2 separate regions of the Gossypium arboreum genome follow, and region 1 is linked to region 2. The links are chromatin contacts, called in public Hi-C maps. All regions are on one chromosome and are shown on one strand. Each heading gives the region's core, a stretch centred on a gene start, on an enhancer-like site or on the middle of the called end of the contact. The rest is flanking DNA. Distances are from core to core; before and after follow the strand shown.

Region 1 (4,962 bases), core at 2,170-4,669, 37 kb after region 2:
AGTGGCACCATAAGAGAGAATCCCCTTAAGACTTTTGAACTCAAAGAAAGACAAACACCTTCACCCATAATTAAATCCTCAACTCTCTCCCACGCTTATCCTCTTTCCAATCTTATCTTGGCAACCACATTCCAATCATTTTAATCTCTTTATATCAACAAAACGTAACAATTTTAGACGTGCGATACAAGAAAATAACCCAAATATAGTATAGATCATATACCAACACGTGATAAGCCAAATAACAAAATTTATTAACGTCTCAATATCATACAAATATAACGAAATTTGTATCTGGATTGTAGCAATGGTCAAAGGATAGCCATCCATATCTAGAATAGTAACCAGCAATAGGAGACGTCAGTGACCAAAAATGCATGGATCTATTAAGACAAAAGCAGAGGCATTGGAGGGTGAATAAAGTTTAACATAGCTGGGCAGTGGTCCTTGGCTTAACTAACAGTACTACTACTTATTATCCTTTGGAACCAATTGGGGTAATGGCTATGGCATTGCTTTGCTTGCTTCACATGCATTTGCTATAATAGCATGGAAGTAACCTACTATGTTACGTACCACGAATTTGTGTTTGGTTGTTGAGAAACATGCTCCACTTATACTTACTGGCAAATTATCTATATTTGGATTTCTTTCCTCTCTATTATTGAGTTTTCTTGTATTTTCTGGAGCTTAATTTTTATTCCTTAATTATTGGTATTTGTTTTTTTTTCTCTTACTACAAAAATTAAGCATCCATAACATTCCTGTTTCTTCGATATCTACAACAGTAGTTTGCCAATTATTTTGGAGTTTAAAAGATCAAATGTGTAATGAACAATATAGCTAAGACATGATATTGTTGAAAGAGATTTATGTTGAATCTCTTTTATCTTCATTTCAAAGCAAGCCCATTTTGGAACTCATCTTGAGGATGACATGTGTTGGTCTTAAATAAATATCTTCCCACCATTCTCAAGTGGAAACTTGACCTTTTTTTTTTTTTTTGTTTACTTTCTGGGTTTTCTCCAATTTTTTTCTTTCTCTTCTTTTGGTATGGCAGTAATTGATAGAATTAGTAAGAAAGTCAACTACGGTGGCCAGCCTCTACTGTCCCATTTCATCCCCCAAAGGAGCTCACATAACTTTTTTAACTTTTCTTTTAGAAAAATTTTCTTTCCTTTACTGCAAAAGTTAGTTTGGATTTTTTTGGATCTCATGTCTGATCCTGCTATATTTTGACTTCTGAGATTCCTTATGCGACCCTACTTGTCTGCAAACAATTAGCATTCAATCATAGATTGCAATTTTCTTCTGTTTGAAGCATGATTCACACCATATAATACATCAAACTGCAGAAACCCTTTGTTTTACATCAATCTGTATGTGATGTGAGTACAAAATGTAGCTTATTAATGCTAGGGTAAAACTACAACGAAAATGGTAATCTTATCTAAGCTGTTGTTGGTCCAATCACACCTAATCAAGAAATGATATCCCTGAGAACAACTCTTAAAGAAAATCCTTGAGATTCCACTCTGTTTTGTGATGATGAATTGATGGTACAAGTACAAGGTCAAGGTCAAGACAGAATTTAGGCAACTCCAGCAGTTGGCTTTGGCAAAACTGTCAAGCATCAGCTGTCTCTTTTGTCGACTGTTTTAGAAATTTAAAGGTCCATTTCCAACGTCATAGCCATGGATCTGTCCAACAAAATCTAAGTATTGATGTGATAATCGACTCAAGCCAATGCCAAATTTGCCAGTAAGGAATGGCATTACTCTTTATATTAAAATAAATGCCAGTCCAAAGCTTTTGTATAGAGACTTAACATACACTCTGCAACACAAGGACCTGTAAAATACTTTTACCGATCAATCTGAATTTCGAATATCGAAATTCATCATATATGTGAAGAAATGGGGAAAATGATTTTAATGATGGAAATTTTTTTATTTTTAATTTTGTGACCTAAAGGGGGAACTAATTTATGTTGGGATGTTGAGGCCATGTGCTAAATAAAGCAAAGAGTTTTCACTTTCTCCCTTCTCTCGTGGGGTGAAGATTTGTGTCTGCTTTTCTTTCCTTTTTCACTTTTTTTCTTTGTTATTTCGACTTTCTGTATTGCTTTAACGGTTCACTCATCACTGTGTGAAGAATAACATTGATCTCCACTGTTCTAAAGCTTTAGTAATTTTCACCATCTTAGTGATTTTTTCTTTTCCATTTTCAAAGCTTAGCAAAGGTATAGAGAATCATAGTCACTCAAATAACTTGAATTTTCAATTTGGAAACCCCCAAAGCCAATAATTACAATTTGAAAGATGAAACGAGAGAGAGAGAGAAATGAGGTTACACTATGAAGCCATTAACAATGGCTTGATTAGTTTTCAGTCTAGTAGTTTCATACACTGGCAGCTCCTCTCTATACCTTCCAATTCCAATGAGATGATCCAACTCGAAAAGATCCGAACTCGAGCAACTCAGTCCATCATCGTCGTCGTCATCTTCTTCATCATCATAATCTTCAATAAAGCCTCTCAAATCCAGTTTCCCGATACCTCTTCTTTGATAGCTCCTTAGATAATCACTTGCTTTACTGGTGCTACCTGCAGATTCTTTAACAGTCTTTTGAACAGTTGAGGTGGACATTAATCTGGGATCATCGCTGTATATATTTTTATGGCCACAAGGACTGGAATCTTCATTCAAAATGACAGTAATTGGACAAAATTTAACTGACCTTTTATTGCCATTACTGTACTTGTTATTGTTATTACCTCTTGAAGAAGGTGTTTTGCTCAAGCAAGACCTGGAAAATGAAGTGGGTGATGAAGCTGAAGATTTTGATTTTCGTAGGAAATTTACATCCTCTGAAACTCCATTAGAGCACATCTTCACTTTCTTGGCATTAGCATTGAAAATGGAGTTTATGAAGTTAGTGATACGACCACCAGGGGAAATGGGTTGCTTCACTTTCTTCAATTCACCATAGATTTTCAATGCTTTCAGCTTTGTTTTGTTGAACCCACCACCACCTCCTTCTCTCTTGGCCTTCTCTTGATTGTCCTTCTTGTCCGGTTTCGATCTTCTCGATTTCTGTTTGTAACTCGACTCGGCTTCGGAAGATGAGAAGATAGCGCCATTGCTAGAATCGGAGGAGGTCGAAGTGGAGTTGAAATGCGATGCTGAGTCCTGATTGCTCTGCTTTTCAACCCAATCCTCAATCATAATAGCCCGTCGAAGACTGGAACCACTTCTCTGCTTCTTAGTTGTTTTGGTTTCCCTGTAATTGCACAATGTCGGCTCGTTTGATTCATCGATGGAACGATAAATTGCATCCAAAAGAGTTGAAGAGAAAGAAGGGGTTCTTCTTCTTTGAGGAACCGTAGTATCTATCACGGAGCTCTCTCTTCTATACATGGTGTTTTTTTTTTCTTTGTTTTGCATACACACACAAAACAAAAACAGGGGAAACAGAGATTTATACAGGGGAAAAACAAGGGAATTTTGAGATTAAAGAAGGGACACAAAAGAAAAGGACAGTAAGGGGGTAATTTAAGGCTTTAATGTCTACTTAGAAAGTGTCAAAAGCTGCAAAGACACAATTAAGTAGTGAATGCAAGTAGATCATGTGAAAGAGAGAGAGAAATGGGTATAGAAATAGAAGAAAATTCCTCAATGTGAACTGGACTGTTCTGTTTATTACTAGTATATATATATATATATATGTTTGTTAAGTATTAGTGTAGCATAAACAAGTAGGGGGGATTTGAACTGTGAAAAAAGCAAAGAAAAAGAGACAATTGTGTGTGTACTTGCTGTTGATGTAACTGAGGAAAAAGTGAAAGCAGGAGGGAGTGCCGCGCGTGCGGGTGGGGGTGCCAGGCTGTTGCAGGTTTGATTGTGCGGGTAACTTTTTCTTTTTTTGTTTGAAGTTTGATGATGTTTTTAAACTGCAAAGGGGTTGGGTTTTTTGAGGGGGGTTATTGCTGAGGCAGTGGCCAATTACATTCCAATGAAGTGCGTATTGTTTGGTCCTTTTCATCTTTCGCTTTCATTCACTAATTTGTACTAGTTATCACCCTGTTTTTACTACCTGAATCAGAAAATAGATATACTCCAATGAAAGCAAATTTCGTTTTCTTTAATGAATACTACAAAATTATTACCATATATAACATATTTCAGATTATTTATTAATTTATTATAAGTTTTTCAATTGAAAAGAGAGGCTTTTTTTTTACTAAAATGTTATTATATTATTTTTAAAGTGTAACAAGTAAAATACAAATATGAGTGATCACAAGTATCAAACTATTACAAATAAATTATCTAAATAATCACAAAGTAAAATGAACTTCTAAAGGATGATTTTGAAAAAAAACCTACAAATTTTTTTATTATTTTTCATCTAAATTTAGGTAGTTTAAAAAATGTGATTGTGTAAAAAATATAAAGTTGCTTTCAGATAAAATCTATTCTTGTGGCACGTTTTTTCTATTTGCTCTTGTGGCATGCTGCCCTATTTTTTCCTTTTTTTTTTTGTTTGGTAGTTTCTGTTTTCATTGGTTTTCTTGATTTATGATTATGGGAGTGTGATTCCAGCAGTGTCGTTGTGGATATAGAGGAGGAGTTGGCAAATCTCACAATTGGGGGAAGGGAGGATGAGGTGTGGTAGTTTGATGTAGGTAGTGAAGAGGCTACTTAGAGTTATGATATGTGTTTATGATAAATTCCAGCATGAAAGACTTTTACGATTATGTTTTCTGTGTGGTTGATTAGGGCATGGGGATAGTTTCTATTTGATCAAAATTGTTTAGGGGAATAAAGAGCTAGTTAAGGAATGGAATGTTTCTTTAAGAGCCAACTAGTGAAGGGTGATGCTAGTGGTGAGTTTTTGGTTGCGGGATGATGCCCACGAAACCAACTAAAAATTCGACTAAGGCAAGTGCATCTATCAAT
Region 2 (5,335 bases), core at 298-2,797:
TGGAACAGGGCATATATCAAAAGTTTTTGTAATAGCCCCTCCACAATTATAGCTATCGACTTCCATCTACTTAACAAGCATCAGAAGTGGCCATAATTTTCTATGTCAAGCACTTAGGTAAAACAAATTGCACACTTAGAAGTCATTGACACAGATAAAATGCAAGGATAAAAGTACATACTTGAATTCTAAGAGATACACCCTGGAGCTGTGATTTGAGCTTATAAAACTTTTCAATCTGATGGCGTGTCCGGATAAGGTCTTTTGCCATCCCTCAAATAAAATCCCGAGAACAAAATATTTAAAGGATAGTAGGCTCGGTGGACAGCAAAGCCCATTCATGTCAATAAGAAACATGCAGATCATATACAATAACTTTTAAATCTGAAAGTTAAAAGAAACCTACTTTCACAAGATAAGAGATGCGAAATACAATATTGAAGCTCAATTAGACAAGAAATGACTACACTAGTCCACTAATACGAAGCAAAATAGACATACACATTACTCAAGCTACCAAATTGCCGCAAGTGTAATTGATGCATTTTGTTTAAAATGAGTGAGATGAAAAAGAAAAATAACTCATCATATCTATCTGTAAAGTGGTAGAGAACAATCAGCAATAAATCGATATGATCCTAGCAAACATGTCACTCACACATAAAACTAGTCATCAAACATCGAATCAAGCCAGTACATAATCAAAATCACCAATAAAGCAACCTCATTTATACCAAAAAAATAAAAAAGGCTTCACATAACTGACTAAAACATAAAAATGCCAAGCTAATAAGCTCTCAATTAGATATACCAATTTTTTAAGAGAAATTTTAACTACACATAAGTAAAAATGTTGAGCAAAAATAGAAAACAAAATTGTAAAAAATATATGTAACACACCATCTGCCCTTGCTTTGCACTTTTCTTAATCTCAGCAATCAGTTTCTTTTCCTTGCCTTTCCCTCTCTATCTCTCTAATAGATTTGTCGAGCATCCGCTTATTTTCTCGCAGAAGCTCTGAAAAAATATATGTATATCTACAATACAAAATGACTTGAGAATCCGGCATTAGGGGAAATGAATTGAGAACCACAAAATACACAATTCACCCAATTTGTTTGCTTGATCTTTGATACACTAAAGTGACAGGCTCAATAAAGTGCAAAAACCTTATTTTTAGAAATTTGAACTAGCAAACTACCATACAATTACTCGATCCTAAAATCCAAAATTAAACCAAATAAACAAAATAAAGCATTCGAATTCCTGTCATTAGCAGAATTCACAACTATTTCTAAAACTATAAGAAACATACTACTTCAATCGAAATCCTTAATTCTAATTATTCAATTACCAAAGCCCTCAATATAAAATCACATCATCAAATTCAAATACGAACAGATCATAACAAAATTAGTAGCGATTTTCGAAATTAATACAAATTCTAATTATTTGAAAACAAAATTGATACCTGCAGGGGTATTTCTATTGCCAAACAGGAAACTCATGTTCGGTCGATGCTACGAAAACTGTCCCAAAACGATTTGGTAGTGGCTACGGCGATCTGATCTGGTATAAAAACGCATCGGATGTACACCACAAGAGATTGCTTCTTCGAGGTGGTTTTTTTTATCGCTCAGCCGCCAAGACAACTTCTTTGCTACTTTACTCCGTACATGGACAACGGCTGCTAAGGAATGGAATCGGGTATAGACAAATGGTTAATTTCTGTTATTAGTCCTTCTACTTTTAAGAAAGTTACGTGGATTTAGTCTCTATGCTTTAGTTTAATTATGTTTGATCTCTGTATTATATTTTATTTTAATACTCACTAAATAATAACAGTTAAATTGATTAGGTTAAGTTTTGTTATTTACATATTTTGGGTAGAAAAATATTATTTATGTCAATATTAAAATTTTAGATTTTGAAAAAGTATAGATTAAATAGATATAGCCTTAAATAGATTTAATCGGATCAAGATTAAAAATTTAAAAAAGTGGAAGAGGTAAAATTATAATAATCAAATCCATTTTCCCACGTGGCTGCATCTGAGTGGTAGGGTCCAGTCTTTATTACCAGGCTGGCTCTCTGAATGTTTCTCTTTGATATGGGAATGGGCCTAGACTGAAGCAGATGCTTACTCGATTAAATTGTATGGAATCAAATTGATTTATTAAATAAATTCGGTTTGTGGATTTATTCAGTTGATGTTCAAATCATACCAACGGAATAAACTCTCAACTTTTTATTCATCTAATATGTTAAAAATAAGTAAATTCAAGTAGTTTCCACTTTCCATCCATTATTTTTGTATTCATTGTTATCTAATAAAAAATTAGTAGTTTAAATGCAAACATTATTAAAAGTTCTCAATTTAATCCTTTCACATTAAAAATATAAATTTATACTATATTATGTTATATGTTATAAGTAGTTTAATTTCTATCACACAAAAATTAAGTTTATAATAGTATATAATATTACTATAATGTAAATATTTAAAATATATCATTTATATTTAAAATTTCAATAAAAATATAAAAAATTAAATTGTAATTACATAAAATTTTGTAAAAAATTCAAAATAATATAATTGAGTAAATTAATCATTTACAAATGTACTTAAATTTGGGTAAACTCTAAAATCCATAACCTAAACTTAAGCAAACAAACAATATGCTGATTATATATATATATCATATATTAGATGTGAAAAAATTTATGTAGTAAATATATTTATAAAAAAATATATTTTAAAAATCAAATGAAGATTTAGTTGAAATGATAAAAATATTGAAAATTATGGTGTTTTGGGGTTCAAATCTTGTCAAGCATATATTTTTTTAAAATTTAACTTGAAATGACAAAAAACCATATAATAGTATTTATTATTGTATAAAAATTCAATAATTACTTATGACACTAAAAAGTAACGTTAACTCGATAAACCACTCAAATATGGTAAAAATAGATATATATAAACTCGGCTAGGAGTGTAAATGAGATATTGGTGCTCACAAGATACTTAAGTTCGACTAAAAAAAAATTAAATTTGCTTCAATAATTATCAAGCCGCGCTCAAATTATCAATCGAGCCAAATTCAAACTTAATAATACTTGATTTAAACAATTTATAAGTCTTATCGAATTTTTTATATTTTTATATTATTAAAGTACTTTATTACTCTTAATATATATTATTAAGCTTAAACTTAATATAAAATTTGATAAATGAGGTTTATGGAATATAAACTTAAATTTTAAATGTTGGATGAAATTCGAACGCATCCAACTTCATATTTTAAATGAAAGTCAAACTTAACAATATTTCAACTAATCTGAATGTGGCCATGAATACCTGTACGAGCGAGTGGTGGTTTTAACAAAACCGTGTCACCTTTTCCTTTTTCTGTTTTTATTTCTGACAGCAAATTTGTGATTAAAAAAGATTATACCCACGCGGTGAGGACTCTCTCTTTTTATCTCAAGTAGCTTTCTCGCATTTAAAACTCTTTTTTATTATTTACTGATTTCTGAACCTTAAAATAATCAATAAAATCATAGCACACGTGCGCTCGGCGGACAGGCTTTGTACAGAGAAGGGCAGGCGGTCACGTGCGGCTTTGTCATCCTCAGTTCTCACTCTCGATTATTTGTATCACACGCGCTCCGCGGTGGGCTTTGCCATGGCCAGCTACAAGGAGCAGAGATCACGTGGCTTGGACCCCACACAGTCTAAACAAGCGGGGCCATTTGAAATTATTGTTAGCTTAAGCACAGTAAATTTGCAAATTAACTACAGTAAATACTGATAATTGCACCTTTTGTGCTGGCAAACATATACACCACTACTAAAATTTTGATTTACATCTCTAATTTATTGGCCTTGTGGTGATAATTGATTTCACTAATAGTTGATTATTGAGTTATGAAAAATGTTTATTGCTAGGTATCTTCTATCCATAAATTGGCTGGACCTGATGATTCTCTTGTTTCACTCAAGGTTTTACGAAATTTTATCTCCCACAACTCAAAAATAAATTCAACTATTTATCATTACAACTACTTCTTTTTATCTAGTTTGAATTTAATTTTTTAAGATTAATTTTTCGTAATATATTTAGAGAGGATTTATTTGCAAGTTGAGATATATACGAATCTAAATTATTAAACCATTTATTTGACATAAAAAGGATATTTGCTCTCTGAAAAGATTTGTAAACTAAAGAAAGGTAAAAGAAGATGTTAAGCAAACTGAAATTCATTCTTGTTTTTCATATCTATGGATGAACTTACGTTTATACACTTGATTTCTTAACTATTATATAACAGCTCAGCTGTAAAGTTGTTATTAACAGAATTGCTAGAATACTTATACTGTAACTACATAACTAATTCATAAACTCTAATATTCACCACCTATCTACCGAACCTTCTAAACTTGTAAGAGGTGTCGAAGTTTACAAAATTGAGATGCAGACAATGGTTTAGTAAGAATGTTAGCAACTTGATTAAAGGTAAGAACTTCTCCGACGATAAGAGACCTAGCAACAACTTTCTCATGGACAAAAAACAGATCAAGTACGACATGTTTCAACTTTAAATGTAAAACCAGATTAGCTACCATTACAACAGCACTTGAATTATCACACCATATTATTGGTGTATCAACAGAAGGATACTGAAGTTCACTTAGTAAAGACATCAGCCATGTAACATACCTAGTTGCGGTCGCCAACCCGTGGTACTCAGCCTCAGCGGTGGAGTGAGACACAACCTGTTGCTTTTTAGAACACCATGATACAGGGTTATCACCAAAATAGATACAATATCTTGTAGTAGATCATCGATCATCAAAATCTAACCCCCAATTCACATCAACATTGCCAACCAAAGACAGCCTCTTAAACGGTTTGACAAGCAAAACGTTATCAACCATACCACTCAAATAGCGTAAAATTCGTTTGAGTGCCATAAAATGAACATCAGTGGGAGCATGCATGAACTGACAAATACGGTTCATAGTATAAGCAATATCAGGCCGAGTTAGCACGACATATTGCAAAGAACCAACAAGACTACGATATTCACTAGGGTCTTCAATCAGAGTACTAATGGTTTTGGACAGAAAAGAATAGCTAACCATAGGTGTATGAACAACCTTAGCATGAACCAGATGACAACGATCAAGCAAGTCAAGAACATATTTAGGTTGACATAGATGAAGAGTTCCATCAGTCAGGCGAGTGACTTCAACACCCAGGAAATAATGAAGATCCCCCATGTCTTTGAGTGAAAACATAGAATGAAGTTGTTTAACAAACACGTCAGT

The links. Hi-C and Micro-C count contacts between places; a contact is called where the count stands out from the background.
Region 1: a contact with region 2 is called in a Hi-C map of leaf, with 4 times the contacts expected there. The contact joins the promoter of LOC108472903 here to the enhancer-like site in region 2. A contact is called at or near these places in 3 of 5 Hi-C or Micro-C datasets (all in leaf).

What each region holds. Positions count from the first base shown.
Region 1 is chr6:122,985,033-122,989,994 of ASM2569848v2, forward strand. LOC108472903 (protein BIG GRAIN 1-like B) reads right to left here and starts at 3,420. Exons shown (of 1, transcript XM_017774465.2): 1 at 2,350-3,420. The coding sequence starts at 3,420. The coding sequence ends at 2,350.
Region 2 is chr6:122,950,259-122,955,593 of ASM2569848v2, forward strand. It overlaps the pseudogene LOC108470723. Among protein-coding and RNA genes, the nearest start is that of LOC108470936, 19 kb to the left of the region's middle. Within about 2 kb of position 1,548, at least 2 of the 2 cell types and tissues checked have an H3K27ac peak or open chromatin away from gene starts, as enhancers often do. A contact at or near this core is called in leaf, where this site is marked.